2 separate regions of the Mus musculus genome follow, and region 1 is linked to region 2. A link is a contact called in public promoter capture Hi-C data. All regions are on one chromosome and are shown on one strand. Each heading gives the region's core, a stretch centred on a gene start, on an enhancer-like site or on the middle of the called end of the contact. The rest is flanking DNA. Distances are from core to core; before and after follow the strand shown.

Region 1 (6,614 bases), core at 3,656-6,155, 170 kb before region 2:
CTTCTCTGCCACCTGGGCCTGCCGCTCAATCTCAGTAAAGCTCTGGTTGCTCACCTTCTGAGCTCCCAGGCCTTTCTTGGCACCCAGCTGAAGAGAAAACCATGTGATGTGGGATCTGGCCAGCCAGTTTCCTCAGCTCCCTCCCCACTGTGGCCACTGCGGTCACACCCACAATGAAGGGGGTCTCCTCCTCAGTATCCAGTGAGCATTCTAAGACAACGGTGGTTCTGCTGGAGCTGGTGATGAGCTTGGCACCGCCGCCACACAGGTCTCAGGAATGAGGACAGCAGTTAATGCTGACTGGGGCCTGCTGTGTGCCAAGTACTAGATGTGCTCTAAGTACTAGATGTGCTTGGTCTTGCTCACTGCCCAGGAGACCCCAAAGACAAGTGCCTTTAAATCACTTTCACAGACAAGGTTCAGGTAAGTCTAGGACCTTTGTCAGTACATGGAAGAACTGAAGGAGCCCAACTGCAGCTCACAACCACCCTAGGATATTGCCTCATCCCACCTACCCCTTTCTTAGCGGCTGCTGGCTTCTTCTTGCCAATAATGGAGCTTTTCAGTTCTGTGAGGAAGAAGGTGAACATGAGCTAGGACAGAGGATGGTCAGAGACTGTGGCTCAGTTCACACCAAGCAGCTTCCCAACAAGAGCATGTCAAAAGAATTCCTTCAGACAGAAAGTCAGACCTGCCCTACCAGCTCCAGCCAAGACTGTTCAAGCCAAAGACGGACAAGGTTAGGGGAGCTCACTGATGCCCAAGTCAGTAAGAGCCTACACCCGAGGCACCAAAGACAAAGTACCCAACCAAAGCGACAGTTGTTAGGCAGGGGAGCTGCCCGACAGCCTCAGCTGCTAGAGCAGGGAACTGGCAGGCAGGGGACAGGTTTCCCAAGCCCTGGTTACCTCTGGTACAAGAGGGCCCTTTAGCTGACAGATACATGGACTCTGGAGGAAAAATAGACGTGTGGCTAACAAGGGCCCACCCCAGAAGCTTCATAAAGCTCCCAAACCCAGAAGCCTATGCAGAGCCTGCTTCAAAGTCTGCCGTCTCACAGAATCAACTGGATAGCCACTGGCTTCCTGCCCCAACCCCCAAGAGTCAACAGAACAAACCAAGGCCAGCAAAGGAATTGTTTACCATAACCAAGTCTGAAGGCCACAAAGGAGTGGGAAAGGCTGAACTTTGAAAGGACAGCATTACCTCTAGCCAGGAGCAGCTCAAAGCTATCCCCACACCTCATGGACAAAATGGCCCAGTCCTACCTGACACCAGTCCCATTCCAGCCTCCCATTCTTTGACTAGATCTACCTCTACACTCAAATTGACAGCCATCTGGGCTTGTCAGCTCAAAGGCTCTGAGGTCAGTATGGCAGTGCCCACCCAAGAGGATCAGTTGCTCAGTGTCCTATGGTTGGGTCACATGAGTGGGCAGCAGAAATCTGGAACAAATACTTGAGGCCCACTTCCTCCCAGCCCCCCACCCCCACCCCCGCCAGCTGTCATACCCAGAGAGGCTTGGGGTGAGGTTCCGAGCAGATCAGTGTTAGGGCCTTGTTCAGGTTCTGTGAATGCAATTGACAGGAGTTACATTAAGGAGGTGGTAAGACAGGAGTCACTGGCTTTCCTCAGCTCGCCATCAAAAGATGTATGCCCACCCCTTCCTCCAAGGACTAAAGAGAAACCTCCTCTGAGCTCCTATGTCCCTGGCCAAGTGTTCCTGTACCCTAGTCCTTTTCCAGGCCCAGGCACTTGGTTGAGATCTGGGCAGAACTCACGTGCCAGGCTACTGCTCTCTGAAGGTAGGGCTGGTTGCTGAGTCCCTGAAGGATCAGTGGCTGCTGTATCCCAAGCAGGGGCCTAAAAAGGAAGCCAGATCATAGAGGCCTCAGTGAGCCCTCCTAAAAACCCACAGCTACCTGTGGATAGGAGGCACTGCCCGCTACAATAAGACAAGATTGGAGATCAGCAATTTTACTTACCAGTTACCATGGAAGACAAATGTAGGAAAACAGCCTCTTCAATTCAGAGCTAAGCCCATTCCCCTAACTGATAGCACTAACAACTCTTACGTATTGACCATGCACCAGATGCAAATCCAAGGTGCTCACAGATACAACAGGTTCAGTGGAAGTAACTATGTTCAGGCCCTAGGAAGTAACTATGTCTCCATTTTAGAAACTGAGTTTTCCCCCAGGTTAAGTGACTTAGCCACATCACAGAAATACTTGCAGAGAGGCTGGGATGTGACCCAAGGCTCTAACTTCAATACCCATTGCCAACAGAGGGGAGAGCTTTTTTACAGGTGGGTCACAGGAGGGGCAATCCTCATTGTCTCCAACTTCTGTTCCTTTTTGGAAGTTGTTTAGGGTCCCTGAGACTTCTTGAGCTTTCAAACTATTCTCTACTCCAGGATCCATTTCTAAGGAGGATTCCACTCCACTCCCATAAGAAGCAGGTAGTAATTACCAATTCTGAACTACAAACACTCTCTGAGACATTGTACCTAAACACAAGAATTTATGTCATGATCACAAAAGGGTATATACAGCCTTGGTAAGTAAAGCATTTATCAGAGGAAACATCCCTGTGGTACTCACCTGAGTATGTTCTGTGAAGAAATCAGAGTCTTTCTTCTCTGGAGAGTGACTTGGAGCACTGTTCATACTGTCTATCCAAAGCTGGAAGAGAGGAGACACTGAAACTCAGGGCTGTTACTATCTCTTATCCCAGCACCCTAGCCCAGGAACCAGCACTCACATCAGTACCATGCCTAGTCAGAGCTGCACTCCCTAACTGCCGGATCTTCTCTCGGTACATCTGGGCAGCTCGGCTCGTATATTTGGTGTTAGCATCATTGGCCATACATCCGTGTTGGCGGAAAAAAGCAGTCTGGAGAGCAAAGAGAAGGAGTAATATGTATGTGCAAATACTCTCGCCAAAGAAAACTGTATTCACACTATAGGAGACACATTACTAAACAATTGGGCTATTATTTATTCAGGATGACACACTACTGACATCAGCAGGTTTTCAAAGAGGTAAACGTCTTCCAAGATTTCTTCTCAAAACAAGACAGAACAACAAAACCTTTTATTTGTATTTATTCCATGTGCACCCCAGCATGTGTGCAGAGGTCAAAGGCCAAGTCCATGGAGTTGGTTCTCTCCTTCCACCTTATGTGGGTTCCCTCAACTGAATGAACTCAGGTTACCAGCCTCCCTCAATAAACACCTTCACTCACTAATTGACCTCCTCCAAAATTCCTCAAAAAACCCAAAAACCACCATGCCAGCCCCTCCCCGTAAGAGCAGGGAACAAGGTCTAGGGGACTGAAGAATGTATGTACTTCTCTGTTCAGCTATCCTCCCTCCAGGAGCCCACAAAACCCCAATGACTATGGAGACACTGCTACTGCCAGAGAGCACCTGTCTAGTTCAGTTTGTATTTCCTTTTTTTTTTCTTTTAATTAGGTATTTTCTTCATTTACATTTCAAATGCTATCCCAAAAGTCCCCCAAGCCCCCCCCCCCAGTTTGTATTTCATTAAGCCTCTTTGAAAGAAGCTGTTTAAATTTTTCTGAATTTAGAAAAGTGTGTGGCATGTTCCAGAGCTGCAAACTCTCGGAACAGAGAAACCAAACTCACTTTGAGAAATCAAGGAAAAGTTAAATACCCAGGCAGAAGGATGGGGGTGGAAGAAGGTAAAGGAACGTTACCGCATTGGCATTCCCGCCGACCTGCATACACCTCAGCTGCAACCAGCTCCAGTTCGAATCCAACTCTGTGGACCTGTGTACAAGGGCTGAGTGTCACCTTCCCTATCAAGACTAAACCTGTCATTCGGCCTCAGGCTTCTGTGGGTGTCCAGGAACCATCAGTCACTGTCCCATTTCCTCCTCTCTCCCCTGTATTTGAAATCATTGCGCTTCGCCTAATCCAAAGGGTACTAATTATTTCTGAAAAGGAGATCCGAAAGGAGGTCGACTTCTGAGAAATGCAGGCACGGGTTTGGCTCTTCTTAAAGTTTGGTCAAAGTCGCACTGGAGACCTACTGGGCCAATCTTTCTGCAATAACAAGGTCAATGCATCTAAGCTCTCCCCCAAACTGATGCTGAGTACCATGTTAACTGTGAAGAGAGAAGTCTACAGAGGTGGAACCCCCCGCCGCCCTCCGCCCGCAAGCCCCCGCTGTAGGCTACCAGAACTCCCGCCAGGAGAAATCCAAACATCAAATTCAGGAAGGTCCAAGTCCAGGCGCCCTCTCCCCGTCGCTGACCACGCACACAGCCCCCGTGGAGGCACAGCACCCTCACACAGAACCTACCTGATAAAGCTGAGATGGACACCCAAGGAGCGATGCACTCCGGAGCAGTCAATACACAAAAATACACCGTAAGTGATGCTGGCCCAACTAGGACTCTTGGCGCCACAATCGAAACAGGCCTAAGTGGAAAAGACGACAAGCGAACGGTTAGGGCCCAGAGTCGAGGCCCGGCGCTAGAAACCACAAGAAAGCCTCCAACCTCCGTCCTCGCCCTCCCTCAGACCCCAGGGGACAAGAGACGTCTTCTCCGCCGGCGTCAGGACCCGTACCCCGCCCGCTCAAGCACCTTGTTGGTGGGAATTGCGCGAAGTCTCTTAAAAATAGTCTGGATTTCGGTCTTGCTCGGGCTCGCCGCCATTTTCTCTCCTTCCCAGACACAACCGCGACCGACAGGTCCCGGCGCGGGCCAATCCTCGGCGGCGAAGGCAGGCTCACCGCGCCGGTCACGACAGGGCCCCGACCCGCCTACGAGTGGAGTGATTCGACCAGATCTGGGCCAATGAACGTCGGGCGGGGCTGAAACATGACGTTAGCAGCCGGGAGCTCCACCACGGGCCTGAGAGTGAACGCCGCGCTGCGCCTGGCCAATCCGCAGCCCGAGCGGGCGACGGCTCGTGGACTGGCCCAAACTTCCTCACGAGTTCCTGCTGGACCCGGGTACCCTACGTACCGCTCGACCACTGGCTGTAGGCGTCAGGCAGAGAGCCATGGTAACAGACTCTGTGATGGACGAGTAATGATTAACAATCTCCCAAGTGCTCATAGCCCCATCCGGAAGGCATTGGCAGGGCTCCAGCTCAGCTCACAATCCAGCAACTGGCCTAGAGCAGAGGCCAGCACACAACAACCTTGATCACCAAGTCCCTTCCAGTCCAGATTGCACTCCTGAAATTCCGGGGCAGATACCAGGAGGCAACTGCCTGCCCAATCCCAGTTCCATAACACATGGCACGCCCACGGGCCGACCCCGTGCCTCCCACCAGCAAGAGTAGGCTATCAAAAGACGCTCACAACACTTGATGGGGTTTTTATTCTTAATCAAATTTAATGCACACTACAAGTCACAAAAGAAGGTGCTGCCAGCCTCAAACTACATTCTCCCCAACCTCACCCCAGGAACTCCTAAACAGTTTAGGAGCTGGATCCTCCCACTCTGGGATGACCCAAATGTTCCCGAGGAGGCTCGGGCACCTCTCGACCCTCCATCATTCCAACCTCCAACTCTAGACACAGACCCCTGCCCTTCATGGGCCCTGAGACTTCCTCCTGTGGGAAAAGAGAGACAGCAGCAGCACATGGTTCAGGGCCTTCAGGTCCAGCAGTCCAGGAAGGGTTAAGCTCTGGCCCAGGTCAGAGAGACGCCTTGGTAGGGCTGTCAGGGCACTCAGGCGCCCACACATTCTACGTAATTGGCAGGGTACAGACCAATGCGGCCACTCTGCAGCTGGCCCTGGCACCAGCCCTGCTCATCCTCCTCGCTCATCTTCAGCAACTCTTCCCCTGAAGAAAGACAAAACAGTCATTGCCCAAAGCACTGGCTTTACTGGTCTCAAAACTAGGTCATGGACTGGGGGATGGAATAGCACAAGGGCCGACAAACTGGAGGATACCCAACTCAGACCAGGATAGGACACAGCCAGGAAAAGCCACCCAACCTTAGACCCCAGGGAGGCAACTGTCAGGCTGCAGCTGGACCCTGAGCAGCCTGTGAGGATGGAGTCCCTGGCTTTCTTCGTCTACAGCCCTGCTCTAGCAAGTAGGACGGGGGCTGAAGTGGGAAGGACCATGAAAGGGCCCAGCATACCTGCTCGGAAGCTCAGCTCATCAGCCTCCTGGCCAGCATAGTCATAAAGCGCCCGTACCCTCACCCCAGTGGCAACTTTCCGGGGACTCTCCTCATCTGACCAGTCCTCGTCCTGCCCGCTACTAGAGAGGGGAACACAAGGGGCACAACTCAGGGCACAAGACCCACTGTATCCAGTACTCAAGACAAAGGGCTTGGCTGCTTGGCGGCGGGCAGGGAGGAGCCAAGTGAACAGCCATCCTGCTGCCACTCACTACTGTGGATACAGGTCTATCTCTGTGCACAGGACTGTTATACAGCCAAACTTCGAGAGACACCGGACCATGGAGCAAATCTAAACCTCGGTGAAATTAACTCTCCCAAGATGGCCGTCGGGCACTGATGTGATAGGAAAGCAGGAAGAAGTGGTAACAAGCAAGCCATAGAGCCCGGTCTTGGTTTTGTTCAGGATCCCGGCTCTCACCCCGGGGACGATGGGGAC
Region 2 (6,273 bases), core at 205-2,704:
CCTGTGCTTGCCCCAGCACCTTTCCCGTCCCAGGCAGGAGAAGGGGATCAGGGTAAAGGAGAGAACAGTGAGATTTGGCGAGCCTGTCTTCTATCCTGTGAGGAGACCAGAAGCTGGCCCTCTTCCCTGGGTTTCCAGGCAGCACACTAGGCCTGCCCCTGTTGCAGGACACTGACTACGATGTCAGGCCTGAGGTGCTACGGAGGGCTGGAAGGGATAGAGAAGAGATCTGTCTCTAGTTCAGGAACGCTGAGTCAGGTGGGCAGGCCCTGCTCAGCTTTTCCTCACTGCCCCAACACCTCCAAGGGTAGGAGAAAGCAAGAGGGTCCTCTCTAAGGGATTCTGGGCTGCCATTCGCCCAAAGCTGTGACTGTCACTGAAAACAGGAGGAACAGGTGGGATCCTCCCACCTGCTAGTGTCCCTGTCCCTGCCCCACCTTAACTCTAGCCAGATCTTCTCACTCCAGTCCCAATCTCCGTCCCATTCTGGCCCCAGTCCATTCTTCACCCGATTTCTCATTGAGCTAAGTTCTAGCCACAATCTAACTGCAGGGTTTCTGCTCTGTTCTTCTCTTGCCCGGCCTGGCCCTAAGAAGCCAGTCTTGGTCACTGCCCAAGACTCTCAGATCCATGTAGGCCCAAAGCCCAAACACTTGGATCAACAGCCAGGCCACAAACTGAATGTTGGGGACCCACGGGTGACTTCGAGTTCTAATAGCCTTTGCCTCAGGAGCCCACAGGTCTTGAGTTGAAACCTCTCCTGTTGCCTCCAGAGACTCCTAGGCCAGTCTCCAGATCTCCTCATCCATGGCCTCTCAGGAGCCGCCCTCGCCATCTTCAACCCAGAACCCTGCCCTAGAGTTCGGCCTGCCACTGAACCCATCTATAAATAGCTGTTCAGGCCCCACCGATCACAGCCCCACCATGGGGCCAGCCGGCAACCCTCAGCCCGCCAGGGCATGCTCTAAGGAAGCCAATGGCCCCTCGCTGGGTCTCAGACCAGCAGCTCCGGGGAGGAAACACCAACTTCCCACTGATAGGGAGCCGGAGGGCATCGGGTGGGCTGGTGGGTTAGTGGGCAGATGGTCACACATCCCAAAGCCCCAGGCTGGGCTGGTAGTGAAGCCCCAGTACTCACAGGGGCGGTGAGGGAAAACCCTTCCATTTTGCACGCCTGTAACATCCAGCTGAGCTCCAGGTTGGTCAGATCCCCTGCTTCGGTGGGGATCAAGGCGGATCCCCCTCAGGACCAGGTGCCCCGTCGGGGGACTGGACGGTCGTGGGTCAGACGCAGGGCTCAGGCCTGCCCCCTGAGCTACAGGAGCCCTGGGTGAGCCCCCTCCCTTGACATTGCAGGGCCAGCACAAGTTCCTGATTTTATCGAAGGGCCTGCCACTGGGAGATAGTCCCCTTGGGGTGACATCACCGCCCCAGCCCGTTTGCATAAATCTCTTGCGCTACAGGAAGTCTCTGGCCGGCTGGGGCAGGTGGTTCTCAAAGGGCAGCCCTGGGAAGACAGGGGGCCAGGCCCCTGCCCAGAGGAAACTGGGGCTGGGAGGGAGAAAGGCTAGCACTACCATGGAAGGCTTCTGCTGCTCCGGTCGCTAGGCCTTGCTGAAGTAGTCCACTGTTCTTTTAGCCTAATAATACCGATTTCTTCTCAGTCCCCTCTGGTGGCCAAGAGTCCCCTCTTCGGGGGGTCAGAATAGCGAGAGCGTGGATCCCTAATTTTGAGGGTGAATTTGTCAGGTGGAGGACTTTGGTCCCAAGGCTGCCAGGCTTGGCTCTTCCTGTAGGCCCTGCAATATCTGCTAGATCGTCCTAAGCCAATTAGGGCCAACAGTAGACACTGGGTCTCCCACATTTTATCTCCTTTCCAGACTTCTCAAGTGGGCTTCCCTTCCAATTGGGAAGGACATTGGCTTCTGATCCCCTCCCCTCCCAGCTAAGTACCACAGCTGGTGTCAGATCCCTAAGGACATTGTTCCCAGCCCAGTTCTCCCGGTTTCTCCAACCCTTGAACGTTACGATCTAGACTTCCTCCTTTATAAACCTTCCTCGCACGTTTCTTCTTTCCTCTGTTTTCCTATCCTTGTCTCTTTCTGATTGTCTGCTCATCTCTCCAGCCCATCACACCACCCATCCGTCTACACATCTCTGTTCAACCAACTGCTCATTTCTGAGCTGCCAGTCAGCTCGTCTGCTTACCCTCGCGGTTAGCAACGTGCTCATTTAGCCACTTGTCTGTCCGTACATCAGCCCATCCATCTGCTAACAGTTTGTATTTTTATTTCTTTATCTACTATATGACCTTCTGTCAATCTGGCCACCTGTCCATCCATCCATCCATCCATCCATCTGTCCATCCATCCATCATTTGTCTACACATACATTCTTCCACCCACACATCCATCTATTCACTTAATCTATATATCCATTAATTCATTAGTCTGCCTATATCCATCCATCTCCCAGTCTACTCATCTACTTATCTATTCTCAATGCACTTTTCCATCCATCCATCCATCCATCCATCCATCCATCCATCCATCCAACCATCCATCCACCCATCCATCCACTTAACTATTAATCAGTCTACCTATTTACATATCCATCCATCCATCCATCCATCCATCCATGCATCTTCCCTATGTTAACCAAGCTCTATGCTGAGTTCTGGGAAAGTGGAAGGGTTTCCTGTCCTTCAGACATCCAGTCTAGAGAGTAGAGCAATAGTTCTTTTCCTCCACACACACCTGTCCCCCACTTCTGACTCCAAGGACACACACACCTCTAGGGAGACTGCTCGGTTGAGCAAGAACTTGTTTTGTTTTTGTCTTTTTGAGACAGTTTCTCTGTGTAGCCTTGACTGTCACGGAACTCGCTCTATACCTGCCTTTGCCTCCCGAGTGCTGGGCTTTAAAGTGTATGCCACAGTCCCCTGTCTAAGGAGAACTTCTTGGTCAATTAGCTTCCTCCTGTGTATACTTTAACCTCTTGCTTTATGTAAAAACTAGCCTGATCCCTCCATATACCCCGGTAGTTTCTTACTGCCAGCAGAAAAGGAAGGGTCCCACCATCACCTTCACCTCCATCCTCTCTTTTCTTGCAGACACACTTGGGACTCCCCAGGGGGTCCAGATCACATGTCCTCAGGGCTCCCAGGAACCTGACTCAGGCCCCTCTCTGAGGTTAGGGAAGACACAAACTCACTCTACGCCAGCAGTTGTAGTTCTTCATGTTTCCACCAAATAGGCTGAGCTCCAGGTAACTGGATTATAGGGGGAGAATGGTCTGGGATGTGAGAACCAGGCCCCAACTGTTATTTTCATTCATTAATCCATTGCTTTGGATTGTTTTAGTAAGATCTTGCTTATGGTATCCTGGGCTAGCCTGGAGCTTGCTGTATAGACCAGGCTATCTTCAAATTTGTATTTATCTTCTCATTTTTGCCTCGATGGTGCTGGAGGGAGCCCCTTGCCAAACCCTAAACTCTTCTTTCCTTCCTTTCTCGCTTCACTCCTTCCTCAACTTGTGTCCATCCTTCTTTCCCTCCTCTCTCTCTCTCTCTCTCTCTCTCTCTCTCTCCTTCTTTTCCTTCTTCCCCCCTCCCCCCTTCACTCACCCCACCTTGTTTTTCTTAGGATCTCTAGCCCAGACTATCCTTGAACTTTTTTTTTAATAACTGAGAATAACTTTGGTCTTTTGATCCTCCTGCCTCCACCTTCAAAGACGTGGCCACCACATCCAATTGCTCAGTTTATGTGGTGCTGGGGATTGAACTCGGGGCCTTAAGTGTGGGAAAGCCTCTCTGTCAGCTTTCATCCCCAGACCCTAGCTTATTTTCTCTATGAGCATGTGTACTCATTTCTGCGTTCATCCAGCCACAAACATTTCACTCAGCGATTTCTATGAGCTGGACCTAAAGGCTCACAAACAGGCCCGTGGGGAGATGTGCAGACAGATTGTGGGCTTTGTGGAGAGAATGCAAGAGACGGGGAGTGGGTATGTGTGGGGCCAAGTCATTTGATCAGAGTCACAGAAAGGACATCCTGGGAACAGTGGGCAGAGGCTATCACACAATGCAGACTGACTGAGGAGGCAGAGAGTTAGAGAAGAACTTGGAGCAGTGAGCTGCCATCGCTGTGGTTGGGAGAAAGGCATGATGGGAAACCTTTACTGTTAAGCCCAGGAGCCTGGGCCAAATACAGCATCATCAATGGAGTTTCTGTTTGTTCTAAGCGGGGAGTGAGAGATTTATCTGATGATCACAGACAGGAGACCAGGTAGGATGTGTTCCCAAAGCATAAGGTTCAAAGGCCTCCAGGAAAAGAATCATTCTTTTGTCCTATGTCTGCCTGAGGCAGCCCATAAAAGAGAGCCAGGGGTACCCAGAAAGATGACAGAGTGGTTGACAGATTTGTAGCCCTTGCAAAAGACCTATGCTCCATTCCCAGTACCTACATGGTGGCTCACAGCTGTATGTAACACCAGTCCCAGGAGAACCAATGTCCTCTTTTGGCACACACATGATGCACATATAGGAAAAAAAAATAAAAATAAAACAACCTTGATCACATAAATAATTCTCTAAAAAGTTTTTTTCTCTTTTCTTTTCTTCTCTTCTCATCTCTTGTCTTCTCTTCTCTTCTCTTCTCTTTCTTCTCCTTCTTCTTCTCCTTCTCCTTTCTTCTTCTTGAAAGGGTTTTCTCTTTTTAGCCCTGGCTGTCCTAACTGAAACTCACTCTGTAGACCAGGCTGACCTCCATCTCAGAGATCTGCCTGCCTCTGTCTTCCAAGTGCTGGGATTAAAGAGGTACACTATCACTGCCCAGCAAAATAATTTTTAAAAAAGTAAAAGGAGATCCAGGGTGGTTTGGAAGGTCTCAATTATAAAGTGTATGCTTAGTGTCCTGAGTGCAATCCCTAGTACAAAATAGACCTGGCAATGGAGGGAGAGGGGAGAACACAAGGAAATTTAAGACCAAACTCTCTAGAACTGTGTGGGCTAAGGCCCATCCTCTGCATGACAGGATCCTGTGGCTGAGCCCACTGCTCTGCCTTCACTCCCAAGGCCTCTTCCCCTCTCGCCTCCAGCGACCTGCTGTTAGTAAAACCCCAGAAGTCTAGACTCTAAGAAAGCCCAAGTCAAAACTTGAACCTCACAGAGGGGACCCGGGACCCACAGAAAGGCTCCTAGCCTGACCCCAGTCACTAAGAGAAACACCCGAGACTATTGCTGTGGTGCTGAGCTAAATGTACAAACAAGATGTTTTCAGTTTGCAGTGAGTTTCGTCCTCAGAGGTGGTGGGGTAGTGGTGCTGTGATGGTTTTAAGTCGTGAGCAATAGAGGAAGCTGATGCACAGCCCAAGTTCATGCTGCCTTTTAAAAGACACTTGGGTGAGGGTGATAGCTCAGTTGGTAAAGTGTTCACTTGTAAGGGTGATGACCTGAGTTCAATCCCAGCTCCTACATCAAAAGCGAGGAATGGTAGTCTACCTTATAAACCCAGCACTGAAGAGATAGAGACGAAGGGCTCATCCTAGCCAAATCACTGAGTTCAAGGCATGTGAGGGACCCTGTCTCAAAACACAAGGGAGACAATGCCCTGAGAAACTGTGGAGGTTGGTAAAAGAGATTGACCTTTTGCCTCTATGTACATGGACACACAGACACATGATTGTACACACACACCCACACAGGTACATATGCACATGCACACACACACATGCAAATGTGACAGGGAAAACTGGGTCTAGGAGTCTGGAGTCTGTTACTTAGCTGGATGTTTCCATCCTTGTGACCTCATGGGACTAAAACAGCAACCTGTTAAACTGAGGCTTAGGAGACCTGACTCAAACAGGGTCCCTCAGCTTATGGGTAGAAGAGTGGGCTCTGGGCAGGTCCAGGTTTGCCAGCAGGAAGAGGGGGTCTGATATTCCAGGGAGGGAAAGAGAAACAAAATACAAAGGCCAAAGGGGAGAAGAGAGGCTGACAGCAGGAGCCTTAGGGAAGGAGGGAAGGGAGTGGGGGAGAAGAGAGAATACAGAGGAACACAGAAATGGGGGGACCCCAGAGAGCTGCTGGTCTGGAGGGGAGGGGACCTCAGAGAAGGGAGCGTAGCCCAGCCTCCTTCCTCTCCAGAAGAGAGTGTCCTGGGCTTTCTGGAGGTCACAAGTGCCTCCTCCTGGACAGTGCTTTTGACTCACTCTTGTTGGCAAAAAACTGCTTTGGAACCAAAAATATTGGGGCCTCCAGGGTACAGAAGAAAA

Evidence for each region. Capture Hi-C pulls out chosen DNA fragments and counts their contacts.
Region 1: a contact with region 2 is called in a promoter capture Hi-C map of adipose tissue. The contact joins the promoter of Arfgap2 here to the promoter of Spi1 in region 2. A contact is called at or near these places in 17 of 39 promoter capture datasets (the 3T3-L1 cell line, 3T3-L1-derived adipocytes, the C10 cell line and 11 more), 3 of 484 Hi-C or Micro-C datasets (cerebellum, embryonic stem cells and myocytes), 12 of 115 datasets of contacts at active chromatin or transcription factors (bone marrow-derived dendritic cells, bone marrow-derived macrophages, effector CD8 T cells and 5 more) and 5 of 9 other capture datasets (adipose tissue, embryonic stem cells, liver and 2 more).

The regions. Positions count from the first base shown.
Region 1 is chr2:91,263,406-91,270,019 of GRCm38.p6, reverse strand. It overlaps Arfgap2 (ADP-ribosylation factor GTPase activating protein 2), which reads right to left and starts at 4,905. Exons shown (of 16, transcript NM_023854.2): 1 at 4,616-4,905; 2 at 4,330-4,448; 3 at 3,722-3,794; 4 at 2,764-2,895; 5 at 2,604-2,684; 6 at 1,782-1,863; 7 at 1,512-1,568; 8 at 516-568; 9 at 1-87. The coding sequence starts at 4,687. Pacsin3 (protein kinase C and casein kinase substrate in neurons 3) reads right to left here. Exons shown (of 11, transcript NM_001289678.1): 9 at 6,597-6,614; 10 at 6,134-6,255; 11 at 5,340-5,829. The coding sequence ends at 5,714.
Region 2 is chr2:91,091,859-91,098,131 of GRCm38.p6, reverse strand. Spi1 (spleen focus forming virus (SFFV) proviral integration oncogene) reads right to left here and starts at 1,454. Exons shown (of 5, transcript NM_011355.2): 1 at 1,139-1,454. The coding sequence starts at 1,183.